3 separate regions of the Mus musculus genome follow, and regions 2 and 3 are each linked to region 1. A link is a contact called in public promoter capture Hi-C data. All regions are on one chromosome and are shown on one strand. The core of a region is the stretch at or near the end of the contact, and the rest is flanking DNA. Distances in the headings are between cores, read along the strand shown. Region 1 overlaps Glt6d1 (glycosyltransferase 6 domain containing 1). Region 2 holds the start of Lcn8 (lipocalin 8). Region 3 holds the start of Fcna (ficolin A).

Region 1 (4,501 bases), core at 1,103-3,602:
AGTTTCAACCATGGGTCTTCAAAATTCTCTGAGCTCCCAGGAGGGAGAGAATCTGGAGAGGTTTCAATAGTTGAAAGTGCTGGTGGATCAACAAGCCAATTCCAGTATTTTAAAAGATTCATCCTTGTACTTCTGTTACTCTAGAACCACTCCTGGTACCAACTTCTGTATTAGTCAGGGTTCTCTAGAGTCACAGAATTTATGGATAGTCTCTAGATAGTAAAGGAATTTATTGATGACTTACAGTCGGCAGCCCAATTCCCAACAATGATTCAGTCGCAGCTGTGAATGGAAGTCCAAGGATCTAGCAGTTACTCAGTCTCACGCAGCAAGCAGGCGAAGGAGCAAGAGCTAGAGCTAGACTCCCTTCTTCCAATGTCCTTATATTGTCTCCAGCAGAAGGTGTAGCCCAGATTAAAGGTGTGTTCCACCACACCTTTAATCCCAGATGAAAGGTGTAGCCCAGATTAAAGGTGTGTTCCTTAAACTCCGAGATTCAATCTTCTGGAATCCATAGCCACTATGGCTCAAGATCTCCATACCAAGATCCAGATAAGGATCTCCAAGCCTCCAGATAAGGGTCACTGGTGAGCCTTCCAATTCTGGATTGTAGTTCATTCCAAATATAGTCAAGTTGACAACCAGGAATAGCCACTACAGGTACACAGTCTGAAAACCCCCACTTTAGTGGTTTGTAACTTTAGAAAAAAAAAAGATATGTCATATTTGCAATACTGTGGAATTCTTGCCCAAAGCCATGTTAAGATTCCCCAAATGCTCTTACCATTGTAATACATTTTGACCCCTGTGTGACCATCCAGTGTTCAAACAAGCAGTCTATCCACTTGCCATCCTGCTCACGGACCTGAGTGGTGCCTGCTAGTGGGACCAGTACTTCTGTGCTCCCCCACCTGCCTCCTGGATAGAGCACTGGGTAAAACTGGAATCAAGGAGAGAGGGCTGGTGTTGGCCACTCTGGCTGGCATAAATGGGGGACTTAGGCAGACGGAATTCACCTTCCACTGTAAGCTTAGTCCACAGCCAGGAGACATCTCAATCAGGCTGCAGGGAGGCCTATTCCTGGTTTGCTGATGGCTTGCATATGACTTGGGCCCTTGACCTTCTGTGGCTAAGACAGGAAGTAAAGAAAGTCTACTCTCTTGTCCCTTTTCACAAGGACACAAACTCCATTCTCATGACTCAATGACTCATAAGACTTCACCTCCAACACCATCATATATGAGAGTTAGAGCTTTGGGAGATATCTTTGTATGCATAAAGTTTCCTGAGGCAGTGTTCTACATAAATTCCCAATGATCCTCGTGCTCTTTGGCAATTAGCAGTAGAATGGTCATGAAAACAATCTGTTGGCTGATATCAGCAGAGATGATGGTATAAGCTTCTCTCTTCCATATAAAACCAATGAGAAAAAAAAGGACTAACAGATCCTCTTTTCCAGACCAGTGAGCGGACAGTGATGTTTGGGGTATTTAATTAATGCCCTGGTCTCCATGCCAACCTCTTGTTCCACAATGGCCTTAGAAGACAACAGTCTCATGGCAGCGAGGACAAAAAGAACAAAACCCTTCAAATCCCCACGCTTAGAGAACTCACTATCTCACCTGCTCCCACCTGCAAAGCTCTGCAATGACCTAACCAGGAACTCTCCAGGGGCATCTGTTGAAAACAAGGACAGGCATTAGTTTAACCACTAAAAAGGCGGGGCAGTGAGGCAAATGATAGATCAAGCAAAGGGTTCAAGAGGAAAAGCTATTCTGGAACTATCCACGGGGGCTTAGGAAAACTTGGTGAACATTTGACACTCAGGGCTGAAAAGCTTGCATGTGGAAGGGCTGTGTTCAGAAAAGACCTCGAGAAGGCTCTGAGGCCCCTGTCCCTCCCTACCCCTGGCTCAGTGCGAGCAGGATGTGGGAGTTGAGCAGATCTCCCTGGACACATCCTGGCCATGAGACAATGGTACAACTCAGCTGTACTCAGAGCCTCCCAGCAGAACGGGCAAATTTATGGATCCCAAGGACTTATGGGAAATTGTCTCATCAATTGTTAACTGTTAAGCTAACTGGCAAGCAAACAACAAAAGAAAAATACCCAGACGGGAAGCAAGGCCTGAGCTCTTGAGTAGCTACATTCAGTTTACAAAAATTATTCAACCCCCCCCCCCAAAATTTAATTTAATAAAAAATGAAAACATACAAATGAACAATCCTAGTGGTCCTTATGGGGGAAGGGAAGAGTTAGTAGAAACCATCCCTGGAGAAGCCCAACACTGGGCTGACAACTCTGAATCAGTTCTTTATACACAAGAGCTAAAGCAGGGTGTGAGAACAAAGTCTGCCAAGCGGCTGATAACACTAAGCACACGGACACTAGGAAACAAACCCAATCTGGAAAGCCAGAGATGAAAGTGTGCTGAGTGAGAGGCAAGCCACAGAGGACCCCCACAGCTGGAGCCAGCAACAGCTGGAGCCTGCAACAGCTGGAGCCTGCAACAGCTGGAGCCTGCAACAGCTGGAGCCTGCAGGTGGGAGAACCAGGGATCTCAGTGGACAGCATCACCCCAAACAGTGTATTGGTGGAATTAAAAGCAGAACAAAACAAATTATAATCACTTTAATATATGCAGAAATTTTTGATAAAATTTAATACCTTTCTATAGTATAGACACCCACTGCTCTAGGAGGGGAGGGATTTTCTTAGCCTGGCACATGCAGAAGGAAATACAGATCGTTTGGGCTTAATCTGAATTAAAAATGCCGTAGACTATATGAAGGTATGAAGCCAGGAGAAACCCTGTCTCAAAAAACAAAACAAAAAAAAAAAAAAAAAACTGAAGAGACAATCTGTACAATAGGAAAAATGTTTTCAAGTTACTTATTTGAGAAAAACCTATTATTCTGGATTGATAAACAACTCTTACTAATAAACAACAAAAAAGCAGGAAAAATAGGCAAAGACCTGAAGGGACATTTCTTCAAGGAAGATATATTATGCCCAAGAAAGACACAGAATGCATTTAACAACGTCATTGAAACGTCATCAGTGGAATGCAATCAAAACCACATTGAGTCACCAGTTCACCTCCAGTGTCATGGGAAGAGTACCAGATGGATGGAATGTGAAAGCTAGACAATAAAAAGTGCCAGGACAATAAAAGGTGTCAGGACAATAAAAGGTGTCAGGATGACTTTTGAACCTACAGGTCCAGCTGTTGCATCACGAAACTACTGTGAGCTATAGAATTACAACAGGACACGGTCATTTTACCTCTAGACCCATCCCCAAAACAACTAAAACTTGTTTACAGAGAATGTTCATGGGAGCATCATCCCTAGCATATCTAGGGGGTAAATTAACTCAATGTCCCTCTACTGATGGATGAGCAAGAGAAATGGCATCTAGGAACAGGATGAGAAAGCATTCAGAAATACCTTCATAGTATGCAAATATGCAGGGACCAAGGATGTGTGTGCGTGTATGTGTGTGTGTGTATGTGTGCGTCTGTGTGTCTATGTGTGTGTGTATGTATATGTGTGTGTGTGTGTGTGTGTGTGTGTGTGTGTGTGTATGTGTATGAATTGCAGGTGCTTGTGGCGTTCAGAAGAGGGTGTTGGATACCCCGGAGCTGTAGTTACAGGAGCTTGTGAGCAGCCTGATATGAAAGCTGGGAACTAAACTTGGATCCTAGCAAGCACGTTTTGTGTTTCTAATTCCAGTTGCTACATACTCGTTGTTGATATGTAGACAGAGGCTTAATGTTTTGGAACTACGTGGTAAATTCTACTCTCTCTAATCTGCTTATCAATGCTAGGTGATTTTTCTTCTCGGCTTTTCAGGTATGTGGTTAAGTATGACTGATTGTATTATGGTCAGTGTTACTTTTCTCGTTTGAGATTTGGTGCCTTGCTTTCCTCTTCTCACTGGGATGACAAAGCTTCTGGCACTGTGGGAAAGCAGGATGAGGTACACTCATCCTTGTCCTGTTCTTGATCTCAGGGAGGATGAAGCCACCCTCTCATTCTTAAACATGCTAGCTAAAGGACTATTACAGATTTTCTTTTGAGGCAAGGCCTCATTATGTAGCCTTGGCTAGCCGGGAAACATGCTATGTAGACCAGGTTACCCTCAAATTCAGAGATCCATCTTGTCTCTGCCTCCTACGAGTAAAGGTGTGCCCCCCCATAGGGCATGTAGATGTTTTTTTGTAAGTCAAGATGAGGTGATTCTTCTCATTGCCCATTGCCATCCTTTTCTGGAAGTTTCTTTTTAAATTAGGAATGGAAATCAGGTTCTGTAATGTCCTGTGTCGAGTGATTTGGGTATGTGATTTTTCTTTAGTTTCTGTTATAGTGGCTTACATTGATTTTTATATGGCTTACCCTCATGGCTTGTCCTAATCCCTCTATCTCCTTAGTATCAATGCGAGTCTAATCTGTCTCACTCTTACTGAATAACACATTTGGCTCAAACCAAGTATTTAGAA
Region 2 (4,584 bases), core at 605-3,104, 140 kb after region 1:
ACAAATTCTGAAGATCAACTCAGTACACTAGTAGAGATGAGGGGGCTGGAGTCCAGGGCCTGAGAATCCTTGGAAGGGCACAGGAAGCGAGGCCAGGGGGAGATGTCCAGGCTCAGACAGCAGCTGCAACTTCAGCAACAAGGCAACAGTACTTACCAGGAAAAGCAAATTCCCCCACAGTGTCTCTTTCTGAACCCAGTGAACTTTCTGTCACACAACTTCCTGAGCTGAAAAGCATCATAGTGCTTGTTAAGAACCTGCCAGCCTGCATTCCACCTTCTGGGCACATTCCTGAGTGCTGCACACATTCAAAAAGGATGCTGTCAAGCTCATGACCATGCAGGAGTCTAGGGTCTATGCAGAAGGGGCCATGCATGGGACAGGGCTGCCCCAGCCTCTCTCCTTCAGAGAGTCAGGCAACTACTACTACCCACTCTCCCTTATAAAGCAATAGGGCTTTATCTAAAGTCTTTGCTTACATTTTGGTAGAAAGGCAGATCTAAGAGCCTAAGATCTAGCTTTCTCTGGAGTTGGAAGACCCAAGCAGATAGACATGGAAAAGGCTAGCCCACATACTGATGATCCCACCATTATAAGAGGTATAGCCTTGTCTAATTTCAACTACATATATGGCTCTTCCTTCCCAGCAGGCCACATCCCTAGTGACCCAAGTCTCTTACCTGTTGTACACGGCTTTCACAGTGACATTCCCCCCACTGAAGGTGAGGAACAAGCCCTCTACCCTCCTTTGAGCCTTCAGCACCAGTTTTTGGTCAGAAGCAACAGCCACTTCCTTCCAGAATCCTGCAATCTAGAGAACAGAACTAGAGATATCCCTGGCTTTGCTCAGCCAAGCTGAACTGGGTCTCCAGCCCCTGGGCTGGAGAGGGTGTTTCAGGGACGCTCGGGCAGCAGTTGGATGGGCTTGAGGGGCAATCCATAGTCGTGAGACTGGAAGCCACTTATTCTCGGCCGAGTTTTCCTTCCCAGGGGAAATGTCCCTTCCAGAAGACACTGACACAATGTTCACTCCTGGTTTGCCAGGAGACCTTTCCAGCAAGGGTGTGGGGAGCAAGCATCCAGGCTTACAGCTTTCATACTGAATGAAGCATGGTTCTACTAATCTCAGCCTCCCCAGGATCATGATCTCCTGCAGTGGCAATGTTCTCAGAGCACAGGACATCACCTGAAACTTTTAGAAACTCATTACTGTTACAAGAGACAATAATCTGTATCCCCCAAAACCTGACCCCTCTGACGTTACAGTGTGAGTCTGGAAGTCTCAGGAAGAATGGGGGATTGGGGCATAGAAGGAAGAATTCAAGCAACAAGCTGCCTGCCCTGGAGAAGTCCTCTTCTGGCTCCACAGTGCACAGGGATAGGGTCTTAGGAACCCTATGAACCAGGAAGCAGGAAGGGACCCCAAATTTGTAAATCACCAAGGACCCTTGAAGTGACCAGCTTGTGGACAGCAACTCCGCCTCAAGACAGGTGGAACATGAGAGAACTCAGAGAGGGGAGAGATCCACAGACCTCAGAGGTCTACTAGGGACTCACACTGCCTGCTGTCTTAGGGATGGAGGCCCCAAGAGTAGGTCTGGCCCCTGACAGCTAGGCTGCAACCAACAGGAGTTAGATGGAAGGGAAGAGAGACTTCAATGGTTGTACACTCTGCTCCCTCCCTGTCCAACTTTCCATTAAGCCCCAGTAGGGCTTCGAAGCCAAGAAGAAAGAGGCACCTTCTCTGGTACAAGCTCCACCCTGGTAGACTCAGCTTGTAGCAGGAACACCAGGAAGAATCCGCAGACATTGCTCAGCAGCCTAGCTTCCATCTCAGGGCCTGGCTTGTGGCTTCTGTTTATGCAAGGTGGGAGCTTATATTTGGAGAGTGTGCAAGCATGTGCAACCACTTAGAGAATGTCATTGGACAAAGCTGGCTGTCAGCTGCTCAGAGACTCAGCTTCTGCTCAAATGCTATCAACCCCCATCCAGAGAGGTGTAGGACCAAGCTAAGATGACAGTTAAGCTGCCTCCATCCTAGCATGTGGACAGTGATGAACTATGCAGTAAGACTGCACCAACCAAGTCCAGCCCCACGCTCTGAGCTATGAACTGGACAAGCTATTTATCTCAGTTTCTCCATTTGTAACAATAAGCTTAAAACAATAACAAAATATTGAACTGAACAAGGAGGCCTGAGTCTCCAACCAGGAACCTTATACCTTATACCTTGCAGCATTCTGCATTCCCTCCATTCTGTGTGTGTATATTTTTTTATATAGTATCTCTATCTGTGTGGTGTGTTATATATGTTTGTATGTGGTATCTGTGTATGTGTGTGTTATATATGTTTGTGGTATTTGTGTGTGGTATGTATGTTTGTATGTGGTGTTTGTGTGTGGTGTGTATGTTTGTGGTATTTGTGTGTCTGTGTGTCTCTGTGTATATAGTGTTCATGTCTTTGTTCTTGGTTGGGGAAAGCATACAAATAGTCACATGGATGTGGAAGCCAGAGTTCAACCTCAGGTGTTGTTCCTTTAGTACAAGTCACTTTGTGTTTTCATTTGTTTTGCTTCATTAGTTAGTTAGTTAGTTAGTTAGTTAGTTAGCTAGCTAGCTAGCTAGCTAGTTAGTTAGTTTATTGATTGGTTGGTCAATTGGCTGGTTACTTATTTTTTGAGACAGAGTTTCTTACTAACCTGAAGCGTGCTGAGTAGTCTAGGCTGCCTAGCCAGTGAGCCCCAGAGATCCCACTATCTCTGTCTGTCCAGCACTCACCATGTGATTTCAAATACACACCACCATGCCTGGCTTTTATATGGGTTCTGAAGAAAGTACTTTACCAGCTGAGCTATCTTCCCAGCCCCAACGACAAGGTTTTTCACACCTCTCAGAAACAAACAAACACCTCTCAGACCACAGAGAATTTTTTTAAGGCAGACAACTTTTATCTTTAAAATCAACTTTATTTGTGATTGATACTAAAACAAAGTCTCCCATTCGCTAGGAAAATAAAAAAACTAAAAATATTAGTTTTTCTCACAATTGTCTATTTCCTCCAAATAAAAAGGAAAGAAACAGGATAAACAGGGACCATGAAGCACCCTGAATGCAAAGCCCTCCCTGACTGACACCCCCAAAATGACTTAGTCACCTTGTGACCCAAATCTCTAACCTCCAACTTGTGTAGCAGAGAAATAGGTCTTGAGTGTCCCAGGGCACCCCAAAACAGCTCTACCCAGGTCAGCACCCCTCATCCTGTAGGAACAGTCTAATCTTTTGGACCCACCTGGAGCTGCTCAAGACCTGGACAGCTCACAGGAAATCCACTGAAGCCCACCCTCCAGAGGGAACCAGGCACAGAAGACATTAGGGTGGCCTGTGAGGACGGCATAAGAGATGAGTTAGGAGAGAATGCACAGTGAGCACTAGAAGGAACCATCCAAAGACTTTGGGGCATCGGGAGGGAAGCTGAGGGCCTGCTGGTCCCAACAACAGACTGACAAGCCAGGGCCCTTGGGGATACAGAGAGGGGTTTGGCTGGAGTGAGGGAAAGAGATGTGGGTGGATGGCACCTGGTTCTCTGGGTGACTGGCACAGGATGAGGGCAGCAGCTATGAGGGCTAATTGCTTCCAGTTCTTGTTGTCTGAGGACCACAGACAGATAAGCAATGGAGCAGAACCAGCCCCTTCCTGTTTCCATGCCTGGACTTTGAAGTAGAACTAGATCCACTGGAGAATGGGAATTCTGTGACATGAAGACGAGAGCAGTGATAATACCTGGAAAGGAACCCCCGTACCCCACATCTTGTTCAAGAGCAGCACAGAGACTACATCATGCCACCCCTGAATTTGTCCATCGTGTGACCTTGAGTAACCTGTCCAGCTTCTGTGCCTCAGTGTCTCAATCTGAGAAAAAAGAATGGATGCAGCTAGCTATGTGTATCCAGGAGGTCTGTCATGGAAATCACATGACAGCTAGCCTAGCAAGGTCTTCAAGCACAGTGACCACTGCCCTGACCTATTTCTTAGGCTCCCAAAGGTCGAAACCATTTGTCCAAGATCAAAGGAGGAGATGGGAATCAAAACCTAGCATTATGGCCCTCCTGCTTTCCAGTTCATATATCCATACATACAATTTCTGAGACCCAAGGGAGCCTAGAGCCTACAACCCATCCTCAGTAGGCACCTTGGTTTCAAAGACACTGTGACCTCGTGGATACCACATATGCTGTGCTCAGTCTTCCCTGTGGATGCAGCAACCTCCCTTCACCAAATTTGAATGAAACATCCTGCCCACTCTCGAGGAGAACCCTAAGTGGCCAGAGGGCTGGGATGAAGAAAGAGTTCACTATGATCTGCCCAAGGGCATCTCCAAAGGGTCAAAGAGCCATGCGGATGCTGAATCTGTTTATTGGGTGAAAGGAGAAGAGCAAGAGAAGGAACACAGGACGGAAGGAGGTGGGACCCAAGAGGATCTCTCAGTCCCTAAAGATCACAGTGAGAGTGACACTCTTGAGGTTGGCAACTCCAGGTTCATCCTACCCTAAAAGGGCACAATCACTCCATCACCAGTCCTTTGTC
Region 3 (4,182 bases), core at 1,395-3,894, 170 kb after region 1:
AAAGTTGCTCTCTGACCATACATGAATAGTGACAGGCACATCCCTGCACCCTCACAAGCAATATCACAGCCCACATAGGGACAGACAGACAGACAATAGTAAACTTTATTTTAAAGGTAGACAGATGTTGAGCATGTGACACACATCTTTAATCCCAGCACTTGGAGGCAAAAGCAAGCAGAACTTCAAGGCCAGCCTGGTCTACATAGGTAGTTCTGGGACAGCCAGGCTACACAGTGAAGCCCTGCCTTAAAAAAACAAACAAACAAATAAATAATTGACAATGTGAGCAGAAACAGCACCCAAGGCTGACCTCTGCCCTTCACATGCATGTGCGCACACAGAATTATCAACTACAGAAAAATACACCACAGTGATCTTATAACCACATTAAATGGAATAGATAGAACTCAAGTGGGAAGGAATTTCTCCTCATAAGTTCCCAGTGAAGTTTTTATTTTGTTTTTGTCTTATTTTAGAAGTAGTGGGGAACAAAGCCAGTGCTTCATGTTAGCATCCTACCACTGAGCTACACCTCACACCCAGTTCAAAAAAGAAGGGGGCTTACATGGAGTCTTACTATTTAGCCCTGACTGACTTGAAACTCACTATGTCTACCAGGCTAGCCTTAAAATAGTAGAGATTTTCCTACCTCTGCATCCCCAGTTTCAGGATTAGAAGCATATGACACCATTCCTATCCAAATTTAGAAATTAAGGAGAAAAAAAAAAACCTAAAATAATTCAACTGCACAGTGTAGAAAAGTGATTATTATTAATCACTTATTAATCATCAGCTAGGCGGTGGTGCACACCTTTGATCTCAGTGCTCAGGAGCCAGAGGCAGGTGAATCTCTCTAGTTTCAGGTCAGCCAAGGCTACACAGAAAAACCCTGTCTCCAAAAAACCAAAACCAAGGAAAAAGAAAGTGATTGGCAGGGTTGAAGAGACAGCTCATCAATACTGCTTTTGCAGAGGTCCCAGCTCTCAAGTCAGGTGGCTCAGGACTGCCTGACATCCCCACTCCAGGAAGCCACTCTATTCTGGCCTCATCGGGCACCTGCACACATGTATGTGTACATGCACACACACACACACACACACACACACACACACAAATAAAATCGAGAGGCAGGAGTGATGGCTTAGCAGCTGAGCACTGGCTGCTCCTCCAGAGGACCAGGATTCAATTGCCAGCCCCCTCATAGAGGCTCACAACCATCCTGTAAACTCCAGCTCTAAGGGATGCAACACCCTCTTCTGGCCTCCATGGACACTAGGCATGCAGTTAGTACACAGACATATGTGCAGGCAAAACACCCATTACGCATAAAGTAATAATCTTTAAACAGAAATAAAAATAAAATCTAAAAAAAAAATGATGCAGGTGTAAAGTTGGCTGAAAGGGGATAACGCTGGAAAAGTTAGACTCTTTTAGGTTTAACATTTTTTAATGAATTATTTTATTCATTTACATCCCTAGACTTGTTATTTTTAAAACACCTACCGCCTGGGCTGTGCTCAGCTTGCTGCAGTTGGAGATGGGGGAAGCCATTGCTGTTAGAGAGCTGGCTACTCCGATGAACCTCAGGGTTCAGGCCTGGGGCAGGAAAGAGCACTTCCTGTAGGAACTGGTGCCAGTGAGGACAGAGGGAGGTCAGCAGCCTGGAGGGACAGAGGGAGGTCAGCAGCCTGGAGGGACAGAGGGAGGTCAGCAGCCTAGAGGGACAGAGGGAGGTCAGCAGCCTGGAGGGACAGAGGGAGGTCAGCGACCTGGAGGGACAGAGGGAGGTCAGTGGCCTGGAGGGACAGAGGGAGGTCAGCAGCCTGGAGGGACAGAGGGAGGTCAGCGGCCTGGAGGGACAGAGGGAGGTCAGCAGCCTGGAGGCGTGCTGGGGAAGGAATGGGGGAGCATAGCTGGCCTAGTCTGGCCTGCAGGCACTCAGGTCCCTATGGATTCCCTGCTCACTATAAACCCTAGCCAGGCCGATGCCAGACTTTGCAGTAGGTAGGTATTAAGGTATACAGGGCAGGACTGGAGAGATGGCTCAGAGGTTAAGAGCACTGCCTGCTCTTCCAGAGGTCCTGAGTTCAATATCCAGAAACCATGTGGTGGCTCACAATCATCTGTAATGGGATCTGATGCCCTCTTCTGGCATCCAGGTGTACATGCAAATAGAGCACTCATATACATAAAATAAATAAATCTAAAAAAAAAAAAAAAAAGGATGTAGGCAGGGTAGTGAGAACGAGGGTTCTGCTGGCTTGGAGGGCCAGGCTCAGCTCTTTCATGGCCCAGCCAGTGCCTCACACTCTCTCAGGAAGGCTTCTTCTGTCTGCTATCCATGGATGGGAGGCTGAGAGGTTCAGCATTTGGCTCTGGGAGCTCAGTAGGCGCCTTTGGCCAGCCTTGCCTTTCTGAGCTAGTTCTTTGGGAATCTATTCTTTGGAGAGAAGCAGAAGAGGAAGGTAGAGGAGGAAGAGGAAGGTGGAGAAGGAAGAGAAGGAGGTGGTGTCCTCATGCCCCGAATCCCCAGTGCTGACTGGGAAAGTGTGCTGAGTGTGTGAGTACTGTACTCATGTGCTACAGGGAACTGCTGGGTGTGGCGCTGGCCATCTGGTGACACACAGGAAGTGTGCCTGGTTTTAACTTGCACTCCTTCTCAGGAGAAAAAGCTGAGCCGTGAGGAATCCAGGCAGTGAGGGTCTTCACTTCGTTCATCAGTGCCTCAGCCTCCGTCCAGAGCCAGGGAGTCAAGGAGTGGCTGCTGTACCCAGAGCAATGCAGTGGCCTACGCTGTGGGCCTTTTCAGGACTGCTCTGTCTCTGTCCCTCCCAGGCCCTGGGTCAGGAGAGAGGTGCCTGTCCAGGTGAGAGGGGTCTGCTCAGAAGTGTGGGCACACACATACCTGCATATGCCTGCACATGTGGCAGCAGGAGATGGGACATTTTAGAAGGGCAGCCTGAAAACACATCCAGAGACAGGCTGCATGAATGCTAGTGGGTACGGAGAGCTGTGGTTTTCAATGCTGCTCCAAAGCCACCCCTCTTTTTTTTTTTTCTATGCAGATGTTAAGGTCGTAGGTCTGGGGGCCCAGGACAAGGTGGTTGTCATCCAAAGTTGCCCTGGCTTTCCTGGCCCACCTGGGCCCAAAGGGGAGCCTGGAAGCCCTGCTGGAAGAGGTAGCAATCTGGATGGGAGAGGGATTCCCCTTAGCCTCCCCTTGGCCCAGCTCCCTCCAATCCTACCTAGGAGATGAGATCCAGTTTAGTCCTTGTGTTTACAGGAGAACGGGGCTTTCAGGGCAGCCCAGGAAAGATGGGACCTGCCGGCAGCAAAGGTAAGAGGGAATTCTCACATGGGTCTATCTGCCTAAGATCCAGACAGGTCTTGAGAGTGGTGCCAGTAGCACCTGAGCCCACACACCATCCTCCCCTATGTCCAGATGCATGCCTGCCCCCTTCCTACAGGCTGGGCATTCAGATCTCTCTCCTACAAGTTCTGCTCGCATGGATGGACACATAGGTGGATACACACACACACACACACACACACACACACACACACTGAAGTGAAAAAGAACCAGCACTGTAAGAATGCCCCTTCTGTCTACAGGAGAGCCAGGAACCATGGGGCCCCCGGGAGTTAAAGGTGAGCCTAGTAAACAAGTCTCCTTAGGAAGGGACCAGGAAGGACAGCTCCACATGGAGCAATATGGGATTAGGGTCTTGTTGGCTTAAGGGGAGTCTTGAATACAAAGAAAGGTGGGTGTTCCCAGAAGCACTACTTCAGGGGTCCCCAAAGTCTCCCCGGATCATTATGCATATCAGAATGTTGGGGGCTCACAGACTAGGGGAGAGGCTGGAAGCTGGGAGGGGTACAGGAGAGGATGTGGCAGGATTCCAGCTCTGGGACAAGGCTAGTATGCTGTATTCCTCCAGGGGAGAAAGGCGATACAGGAGCTGCGCCATCTCTGGGTAAGTACATCCCATAGTCTCTTCTAACGTTTCCAGTGTCTTTACCCTCTGGTTGTGAGTGAAGAAGAGTGAGCTTCGGGGGCTGAAGTAGCATGAAGCATCTGTGGGCCCAGCCAGCCTCCCAGCCAGCACCCTGACCTATCCCAACTCTGGGTATAGTCACAGACAGGACAATGCATAACAGCAGCCAAACACAAAGGAGCCT

Evidence for each region. Promoter capture Hi-C pulls out the DNA fragments that hold promoters and counts their contacts.
Region 2: a contact with region 1 is called in a promoter capture Hi-C map of trophoblast stem cells, with 2.5 times the contacts expected there. The contact joins the promoter of Lcn8 here to the enhancer-like site in region 1. A contact is called at or near these places in 9 of 39 promoter capture datasets (3T3-L1-derived adipocytes, the HPC-7 cell line, HPC-7-derived erythroid cells and 6 more), 2 of 484 Hi-C or Micro-C datasets (embryonic stem cells and nephron progenitors) and 3 of 9 other capture datasets (adipose tissue, liver and pancreatic islet).
Region 3: a promoter capture Hi-C map of trophoblast stem cells shows a contact between it and region 1, with 3 times the contacts expected there. The contact joins the promoter of Fcna here to the enhancer-like site in region 1. A contact is called at or near these places in 10 of 39 promoter capture datasets (the 3T3-L1 cell line, 3T3-L1-derived adipocytes, the HPC-7 cell line and 6 more) and 3 of 9 other capture datasets (adipose tissue, macrophages and pancreatic islet).

What each region holds. Positions count from the first base shown.
Region 1 is chr2:25,795,747-25,800,247 of GRCm38.p6, reverse strand. All of the region lies in intron 3 of Glt6d1 (glycosyltransferase 6 domain containing 1), which reads left to right. Among named protein-coding and RNA genes, the nearest start is that of Gm13539, 13 kb to the right of the region's middle. Within about 2 kb of position 2,352, at least 20 of the 459 cell types and tissues checked have an H3K27ac peak or open chromatin away from gene starts, as enhancers often do. A contact at or near this core is called in trophoblast stem cells, where this site is marked.
Region 2 is chr2:25,650,388-25,654,971 of GRCm38.p6, reverse strand. Lcn8 (lipocalin 8) reads right to left here and starts at 1,854. Exons shown (of 7, transcript NM_033145.1): 1 at 1,740-1,854; 2 at 681-811; 3 at 157-227. The coding sequence starts at 1,832.
Region 3 is chr2:25,626,436-25,630,617 of GRCm38.p6, reverse strand. It overlaps Fcna (ficolin A), which reads left to right and starts at 2,644. Exons shown (of 10, transcript NM_007995.3): 1 at 2,644-2,869; 2 at 3,069-3,182; 3 at 3,287-3,340; 4 at 3,616-3,651; 5 at 3,942-3,977. The coding sequence starts at 2,782. It overlaps Fcnaos (a long non-coding RNA gene), which reads right to left. Exons shown (of 8, transcript XR_003954003.1): 6 at 1,507-1,664.